Linked DNA regions of Macaca fascicularis: region 1 is linked to region 2. Evidence: chromatin contacts called from public Hi-C data. All regions are on one chromosome and are shown on one strand. The core of a region is the stretch at or near the end of the contact, and the rest is flanking DNA. Distances in the headings are between cores, read along the strand shown.

What was found. Hi-C and Micro-C count contacts between places; a contact is called where the count stands out from the background.
Region 1: a contact with region 2 is called in a Hi-C map of liver, with 2.1 times the contacts expected there. The contact joins the enhancer-like site here to the promoter of IFNAR1 in region 2. A contact is called at or near these places in 2 of 2 Hi-C or Micro-C datasets (liver and skeletal muscle).

What each region holds. Positions count from the first base shown.
Region 1 is chr3:13,724,877-13,729,290 of T2T-MFA8v1.1, forward strand. No RefSeq gene overlaps it. Among named protein-coding and RNA genes, the nearest start is that of IFNAR2, 29 kb to the left of the region's middle. Within about 2 kb of position 3,140, at least 3 of the 6 cell types and tissues checked have an H3K27ac peak or open chromatin away from gene starts, as enhancers often do. A contact at or near this core is called in liver, where this site is marked.
Region 2 is chr3:13,593,879-13,598,115 of T2T-MFA8v1.1, forward strand. It overlaps IFNAR1 (interferon alpha and beta receptor subunit 1), which reads right to left and starts at 2,631. Exons shown (of 10, transcript XR_012432049.1): 1 at 2,462-2,631. LOC141409806 (a long non-coding RNA gene) reads left to right here and starts at 3,641. Exons shown (of 2, transcript XR_012432050.1): 1 at 3,641-3,862.

The sequences.
Region 1 (4,414 bases), core at 1,890-4,389, 130 kb after region 2:
GAGCAGATTAGGACACAGACACACAGAGGGGTGACCAAGTGAAGACTCAGAAATCTTCTGAGTCACGAAGAGAGACCTCAGAAGGAACCAATTCTGCTGACACCTTGATTTCGGACTTCCAGTCTCCAGAACTATAAGAAAATACATTTCTGTTGTTGACGCCACCCGTCTACGGCGGCCCTAGTGGAATAAATATTAATGACAGCGGCTGTCTTAGTAGGGCCTGTAGCTCCTTTCATGTTAGGAGATGGCTCCCTCTGCTGGGCCTTTGTGTTAAAAGCGAAATGATGCCCTGAAAACAATGACTCATGTTTCGACCGCACAGAACAGTGATTAGATTCTTCTTTTACAGAATCTATATAGAATAAAGAATGTAGAATCTTGGTAGAGTTCTTTGTAGAATCCTTCACCTATAATCAGGGTTGATATTGACAATATTTAGCAACTGTTGTGGCTCTCTACTGTGTGGACCATTAACCCTGTGGATGCTGGACTGTGAGGCTGGGCTGGGGATGGTCCTGGGGTGGGACTGAGTGGACAGGGTAGTGTGGGGAAGACTGAGGTGAGGGCATTCAGGGAAGTGACTGTGTACCAACCAGTGCAGAAGGATCAACCAGGATGGAAGATACAGCCACACAGCTGAATATCCGTGTGTCATTATAAAAAAATAGTTTCCTAGTATCTTTTTATAAAATATCTTCAACTTAGTCTATTGCTCCTAGAAAGAGCCCAGAAGAAAATATGCTCTTATAAGCAAAAAATGTCTTCCTGGTATGGTTCACGGCTCTCGGAGACATATTCCTTGTCAGTTGGATTCATGCTATTATCCTCACTCTCCTCCTGGCAGTCAAGTTGTGTTGCTGAAACTATAAACACCGCAAGTCTGGAGACAAAATTTGGTGAATTGCAGTTAGAATGTTGAATTTTCCATCACTTTCTGCCTTGTGGTTATTGCTGTGAAACCAAACCTATCTATCACGCAGCAAGCCCTAACCATAGCAGCCTCTATGTTTCTACCCTAGTTTTTGGTTCTCTATTGTCCTACTCTCTTGCAGACTAGAAATTGTAAGAGGAGGCATGGTTAATTGAGGGTGGGATAGAAAGAAGGAAAAGAGGAGGCTAGCAGGGTAGAAACACAGATGATATTGACACATTGAGAATAGATTGTTAATCTACCATCGTCATTACTGGGACTTGAGAAGGGCCTTACTGGGATCCAGCCAGGATTAGCTCAGCCACTGCTGCTGTTGTTAAGGCTTGCTACATGATACTCTTTCGGGAACACATGTCATGGGGACAGTTCTGCACCTCTGCTCCCTTTTATGGTGGTGTGACAAGGCCGGCTCTGTTCCCTTTTTCCTTGTTAGTCTTAGATTTTGAGACACCATGAAACTGACAGTACCAGCTCTGATTATGTGCAAAAACTGGATTCCAACTGCCAAGCATTTCTTTTTCAACTTCTGATTAGCTGCAACTTAGTGATCATTCAACTTTGAATAAAACAATTTCACCTGAATATAAAAATATGTTTAAAATTAAGAAATTGCTTGCTTACACAATATATTATTCTTTCTTTTTCTGGCATCTTCCTTGCGGTTTAGACATCATATCGTAACTTCTCCTTCCCCAAAGGGTCAATCCAACTCTAGTGTCTTGTTCCGCATCGGTCTTTTGTTCCTTCCACCCATAATCTAAAGGTCCCAAGGCACTTCCCCTATCACCCCTCAGCCAAGCTTCGTCCTTGGGCTCTGCCCTAGAGTAACTCAGCTGACATCTCAAATATATCTGATCATGCTAGCTTGTATAATTCCTGTTTTCTGCACGCAGACTATGTGTTTTTTCTAACACACCAGCAAATATTTAGTAGCTTTAAATTTATGTGCCAGTATTTTGCAAAGTGCAGTGGGGGGTACAAAGAATTGAAAACCTGATCTCACCAACCGGAGTTGTCTACACATATGTAGGTATGGGAAAGAGTTAAATATACAGGGTACCACCGGTATCTGGAGTACCTCCAGCACTGGGCGCTACTTCCCACTTCTCTCCTCTGTAATGCACAGAAAACATTATGTTTCCAAATATGATGCATTCCCATGGGCTAACAGTTGCTCCGCCCCTTTCCCAACCAATAAAGCCTATGGAATTTAGGGACTGTTGGGATGTGATCAAAGGCACAACCTTAAATATCTACTGTTTGTAAGAAGGATCCTTATTTAGACACTTAGGAACAAATTAACTTATCCCCCTTACCCTGCCTGGCATCCATCAGTGGGTTAGGGAGGTATGGCTGAGGATGGCTGGCAAAGATAGGGCCATTTTCTGCATCCAGATCACACTGCAGAGAAATAAACTGAGTTCCGCAGTGGCCTTTGCCTCCGCGCTGCTGGATTGCAGTTGGTAGAGCCACGCTGTGCTGAGTGATAAGCTCTTGAAAAGGAGCAGTTGCGTCATGTCCTCAGAGGAGGACTGTGTGGACTGTTTGTGTCTGCATATTCAAGCTTCTTGCCAGATCTGCTGTTTGTGGGCCTCTCTCATTCTCAATTTTCTTGTGTTGAAAAATGAAGATATGAATTCCTCTCTCACAAGGGTTGTTGTGGAAATTCAGTAAAAGTACTTTTGGGAGAGCCTTTAGCACGGTGCTGGCATTAAGTGGTTGGTTGCTTAATAAATATTTGCTGGGTGAAAAAAATCTGATATTTACTTAAGAGTTCACTATGTAATTTGTCTTAATAAAAGTATATCCAAGTAGATATCGTGCTAAAATAAGAACAGGTGGAAACTGTCTTAAGTGAAGTTGCCTGGAGAAGAGGTGTGTCCCTTACCATTGTTTTGTAGACTTTAGTTCATCTAGCATATCCCTTGCTTCCTTTCCTTCTTTATAGGGTTCCACAAGGAGCTTTGCTGTGGGTGAACTGTTAGCTGGAGCTGTGATAATTAGGCCAAGGTCATGCATCTGTCCCCTGTGGGCCAGTTAGCTCAGCTTGGCTCCATGTCCATACACATTGATCTTAACCCAGCGGCAGACTCACAAGTGTGTAACCGCATCCCAGAGGACTGCGGGGGAAGGGTTTGTATGGATCAGGGCAAATCGCTCCTGCAGGAGAAGCACCTTCACGGTCAGCTCTCTTGTGGTTATTATGACCTGAAGGTGGCGCTGTTTCTCAAGGAAAACAAGCGTAGGGTCGCTGACAGTCTATTTTAAAGTGAGTGGGAAATGACAGAATGTCAGTTGGAGAGAATCTGCGAGGTAATCTTTGGATCAATTTCCTCACTTTCCAGCCAAGGAAACAGATCCAGAGGGATACAACTCTTGTCAGAAGTCACACCACAGATTCATGACAGAGGCATGGCTAGACACGGGACTCCCAGATGATAAACTTTTACAGTTTTCACTGCACTAAGGGTTTCCTGATCCTAAATGGTATCAAGCAATTAATAATCTTTAAAAGAAAACTGAATGAATTATCGATGCCTAACCTGGTGATATTGTCAATGAACTAAGTTATTGAATTTCAAATGTCTGTTATTTCTAATCACACATCAGATTCAAGTTGTTTTGGCTTTTATTACAAAAAGCATCTTTACATAGATCTGCAATTTCATGGATAATTTATTTTCCTTTTCCATATATCTGAAAGAAGAAACATAATTGGTATGAATGGCATTTAATTCCATACTAACTTCTTTTGAACTGTAGGCAGGCGTTACTTGTTTAAGTGATTACAACTGAGACAAAATGTGGGTTTTTAACAGCTGCTCAGATTGCGGGCTGATAATGACAGTAACTCTGTGGTAGCTATTTGTAACCCCTTTTCTGGTTCATGAAAGTGAAACATGGCCGGGCGCGGTGGCTCAAGCCTGTAATCCCAGCACTTTGGGAGGCCGAGATGGGCGGATCACGAGGTCAGGAGATCGAGACCATCCTGGCTAACACGGTGAAACCCCATCTCTACTAAGAAATACAAAAAATAGCCGGGCGAGGTGGCAGCGCCTGTAGTCCCAGCTACTCGGGAGGCTGAGGCCGGAGAATGGCGTGAACCCGGGAGGCGGAGCTTGCAGTGAGCTGAGATCCGGCCACTGCACTCCAGCCTGGGCGACAGAGCGAGACTCCGTCTCAAAAAAAAAAAAAAAAAAAAAGAAAGTGAAACATATCGGATAGTGGGCATGGCAAGTACCTCTCCGCAGGTGTGTACAGAATCAGAATTCAACTTTTAGAAGTTTTCTGCTCTGAAAGCAAATTTTTTTTTTTAAGTAAGCTTTTACTTATTTTAGGAGGTATGGTGAGTACTTGGGACTGTGAGACAGAGTTTCCTACTTTTCTCATGGTGAGAGTTGTCAAGATGTGAGGTTTGGAGTCTGTGTTGTAGAATTCAAGGTCATCAAAAAAGGCAGGTCTTGTGGCTCTGCTCGAGGC
Region 2 (4,237 bases), core at 1,381-3,880:
CCTTTAGGAAAATAGTCTAGTCTGGTTAAGCCCCAGGACTCTTAGGCCAGACCCAGGGTTGACTTCCCCACTCAGCCACGGACTGGCCTATACAGCCTCAGGCAAGTCACTTGATCTCTCAGTTGCTCAGTTTCCCTGTCTGTTAAATAAGGATAACAGTATCTGTGTGGCTCTGAAAGCTTAATGAGTTTATACTGTTAAAACACTTAGATTAGTGCCTGGCACACAGTTAAGAGCTTAAGAAATGCTAAATGCCTATAAATTATATCTTGCCACCTGTCCTCTAACCTAATTTTAAATTAATTTCTTAATGCATACCCTCCTGGAATGTCAATTTTATATGAAAATTCTGGGAAAGCTCTTTTCACATCAAACGAAACATGAGTTTAATGCAAATTTTTCATAAACAAAAGACTTCAAAGAAATTACTATGGGATGCACCGGGACCCTAGTACCCACATCCTAGGAAAAATATACTACATATTTGTGGAAAAGTTTGAGAAATAGTATATCATGTACCACACAGGTATATGGTTTCCTAAGACAACAGGTAAGTATTTTGAACTCACTCGCAGGCTCACAGACCACCTGGACTCCTGCACTGGGATGCTAGCCCTGATTCTCTCTGGGTACCCCTCCTCACTACAAAATTACCTCTCAGTCTCTTATCAACCTTATAATAGTTGCCATTTCCCCATGCATCCCAGGCAAGTATGAAGAATTTCAGCAAATTAGCCTGGTGACGCCCTGCCTTTGTATTTTTCTTTTACTATTTTTGTAAAAGGAAAAAAAAAAAAAAAAAAAAAAATCTCAGGACCTCTCCCAACTTTCTTACACAAAAGGGAAGATAGTTAAGCCCACAGGCCAAGTGACTGCAACACCCTCTTCCAAATGAATGGCTGTTACTAGCACAATGCTTCAGCCAAATCCCCAAGGAAAGATAAAAAGACTCAGCCATCTGCGAAGGACTACCCCCACAGATCATTCGTGAGTCAATTCTTTGCTGGTTTCCCATAAACAAGGGGATGCCAACTGTAACTTCAAGTCTACAACCTAAGTCTAGTTCCTAAAACTAAAGTCTAAAGTATAAACAGACTGGGTGCGGTGGCTCACGCCTGTAATCCCAGCACTTTGGGAGGCTGAAGTGGATCGTTTGAGGTCAGGAGTTCGAAACCAGCCTGGCCAACATGGCAAAACCCCATCTCTACTAAAAATACAAAAAATAGCCAGATGTGGTGGTGTACACCTGTAATTCCAGCTACTCAAGAGGCTGAGGCAGGAGAATCACCTGAACCCAGGAGGCAGAGGTTGCAGTGAGCTGAGATCACACCTCTGCACACCAGCCTGGGCAACAGGCTGTCTTCTCAAAACAAAACAAAAAAAAGTATAAATAAAAACGTCTTCCCATATTTTGGACAGTTTTCTTAGTCCTGGGTCCTAGAATTGCATTTACTAGTTTAAAAAGTGTGAATATTTTTATGACTTCTGAAAGACTGAGCAATATTACTATCTCACTGAGAAAACATTTCATTGAGTTTTGAACATGATTATCTCTTTGGGGAAAAAGTAGGTAGTTATGTAAACCAAAAATAAAATTCTAAGCCCCCCAACCATCTGAACGGACCCCTCCTCTCAACAAATGGCATTCCAAAGTTAACCTGAAAAACTAATTCAGGCCTTCCACACTGACAGTGTCAATTACAAGCTTATCTTCTCAGGTGCAAAACAAAGTCAAGACTCCGCCTACTCAGAGGCATCTGCATAACGGACTCCCTTTACTCTCTTTTTCTCTTCAACACACTCATGGTATCTTAAAATACAGATTTCTTGGGCACTAACTGAAGTGTCACAGAACTATCTGCCTCACTGCCTCACTGCCCCACCTCCTGAAAACCTCTGGAAAACCAGTCACAGATGTGTCTGTGGCTCATGTTTTTCTCGGATGCGCCCTGAAGCAGGATTAGTAAACCTCGAGGACTGAGAATTATGCCTCAGTCACTCCGACTGTCATTTCTTATTGGCCTGTATGAATCCTGAGGGCAGAGAAATCCTGGTCACGCTTAGCTCACTCCCCCGTGGGACTGGCCGCCTAGTTTTTACCAGATTGAGGAAATGCATTTCGGGAAATGTTTTGTTTATTATCAAACAGGCCAGCTGAGCCGCAGTACTTTCCCGGAAAGAAGCAATCTCGACACAAGGCTCTGGCACTGCCACTTCACGGGGATGGGGACCCGGGCGCGCCCAAGGACCGGTACACGCGTCACAGGCAAGCGGCGACAGAGGACCCAGAACACCACTTTCTCCTGATTGATTTTCGAGCCCAAGTCGGGTTTAATCTTTGCCGCGGCAAAGAGGATCGAGGGTTGGGGGTCTGTCGCCCCCAACACCATCGCCGCCCCGGTAGCCCAGCTGCTCGCCCTACCTCCGGCCCTGCGCCGAGATTCTCCTCCCGGCCTCTCACCTGCGGCTGCGGACAACACCCATGGCGCCAAGGTGACCAGCACTAGGGTCGTCGCGCCCAGGAGGGTGACCATCATATGGGAGCCGCCGCAGGTCCCACCACTCACATCTCCGCGAACGCAACACTCCTCTTAGCTTACATTGCCCCCTCCTAAGCCACACCGCTCCTCTGCGCACGCGCTGCCCCTCCTAGCTCTCATCGCCCCTCTGCGCACGCGCCTTTCCCCATGGCTCGCACCGCCTCTCCGCGCACGCGCCATTCCTCCGCGCACGCGCCTTTCCTCCTAGCTAGCACCTCCTCTGCAAGCTCCCATTGCCCCCTCTAGTTGCGCCACGCCTGTGCACGAGCGCCTTAGAAATGGTAGGCCTCCTGCCTTGTCTTCTTCCAAACTCTTTCCGGCCAGGGGCCGATCTGGCGCAGTTCACCATCGCATTCCAGGAAGACCCCGTCTCACGGGAGGCCTTGACCTTCACAGGATCGCGGCACACACGTGCGCAGACCCAGCGACTTTGGAGTTCCTGCGTGTCTTCCCCATGTCTGCAGTCGGAGGGCGTGGGTGGGGTCCGGGTCGTGGCCGTGCGCTCTTCGTCCTTGCCCTTCTCCGCCCGGAGCGCTTGCTGACCCTAGAGCCTTGGGTAGTGGCGTTGGGAGTCCCCAGCGGCCTGGGAACCAGATGAGGCTGGAAGGAGGAAGTGGCTGAGCGACCAGACTGTTCCTGTGTGCAGAGCCAGAGCGGGGCAGAGGCACTCGTTTTCGGGGCGACTTGGCTGAGGGGCGAGATGGTCCCTTGGAGAGAACCGCCACGGGCCCTGGGCCGAGGGGCTCCAGAACAGCGGTCGCTAGGCTTTGGTCGTCGAGCTTTATCCGTAAACAATTCGAGCCCACCGTTCGAATGATTATTTAATTAAATTACTCAGTAATAGATCAAGTGCATTGTGAAAATATGCAAAATAAAATTTAAATGATGAGATAATCAAATAATTGGTTATTATAACAACCAAGCAATTAATTAGCGGTTACATAATTAAATGAATGTTTGTAAAGAACAATACAATGGAATTTTTTTTTTTTTTTTTTTTTTGCTTTTTTTTTTTTTTTGAGTCGGAGTCTTGCTGTCTCGCCCGGGCTGGAGTGCAGTGACGCGATCTCGGCTCACAGCAACCTCTGCCTTCCGGGTTCAAGCGATTCTCCTGCCTCAGCCTCCGGAGTAGCTGAGATTACAGCGGTGCGCTATTACGCTTGGCTAGTTTTTGTATTTAGTAGAGATGGGGTTTCCGCTGTGTTACCCAGGCTGGTCTGGAACTCCTGACCTCAAGTGATCCGTCCGCCTCCGCCTCCCAAAGTGCTGGGATTGCAGGCTTGAGCCACCACGCCCAGGGGAAATATGCCTGTTTTAAAGAGGTATAATTTACGTATCATTAAAGTAACCCAGTTTAAATGAATAATGATTTTTAGGCAATCTATCCAGTTGTAGGTATCGTTTTAAAAACCTTGAATTATTACTTTATGATTCATCGATTTGGGGGTTTGATTCTGAGTGTGTCAGTACTTCGTTTTAACAACATCAAAGGTGGAAAAGCACCCCATGAAGACAGGCCAAATGGAAGAGGAAAAATTCCTGGTTGCGATTACAAAATCATTTTAAAAGCCTTTCAAACGACTCTGTCTGTTTAAATTAAAATGTCCATTTCCTGCTGCCCAAAAGTTCTGGCAAACTAGTTGGAATAGGATGCATTTTTATATTTAGAACAATGAGCTCAAAATGACTGAAACGTT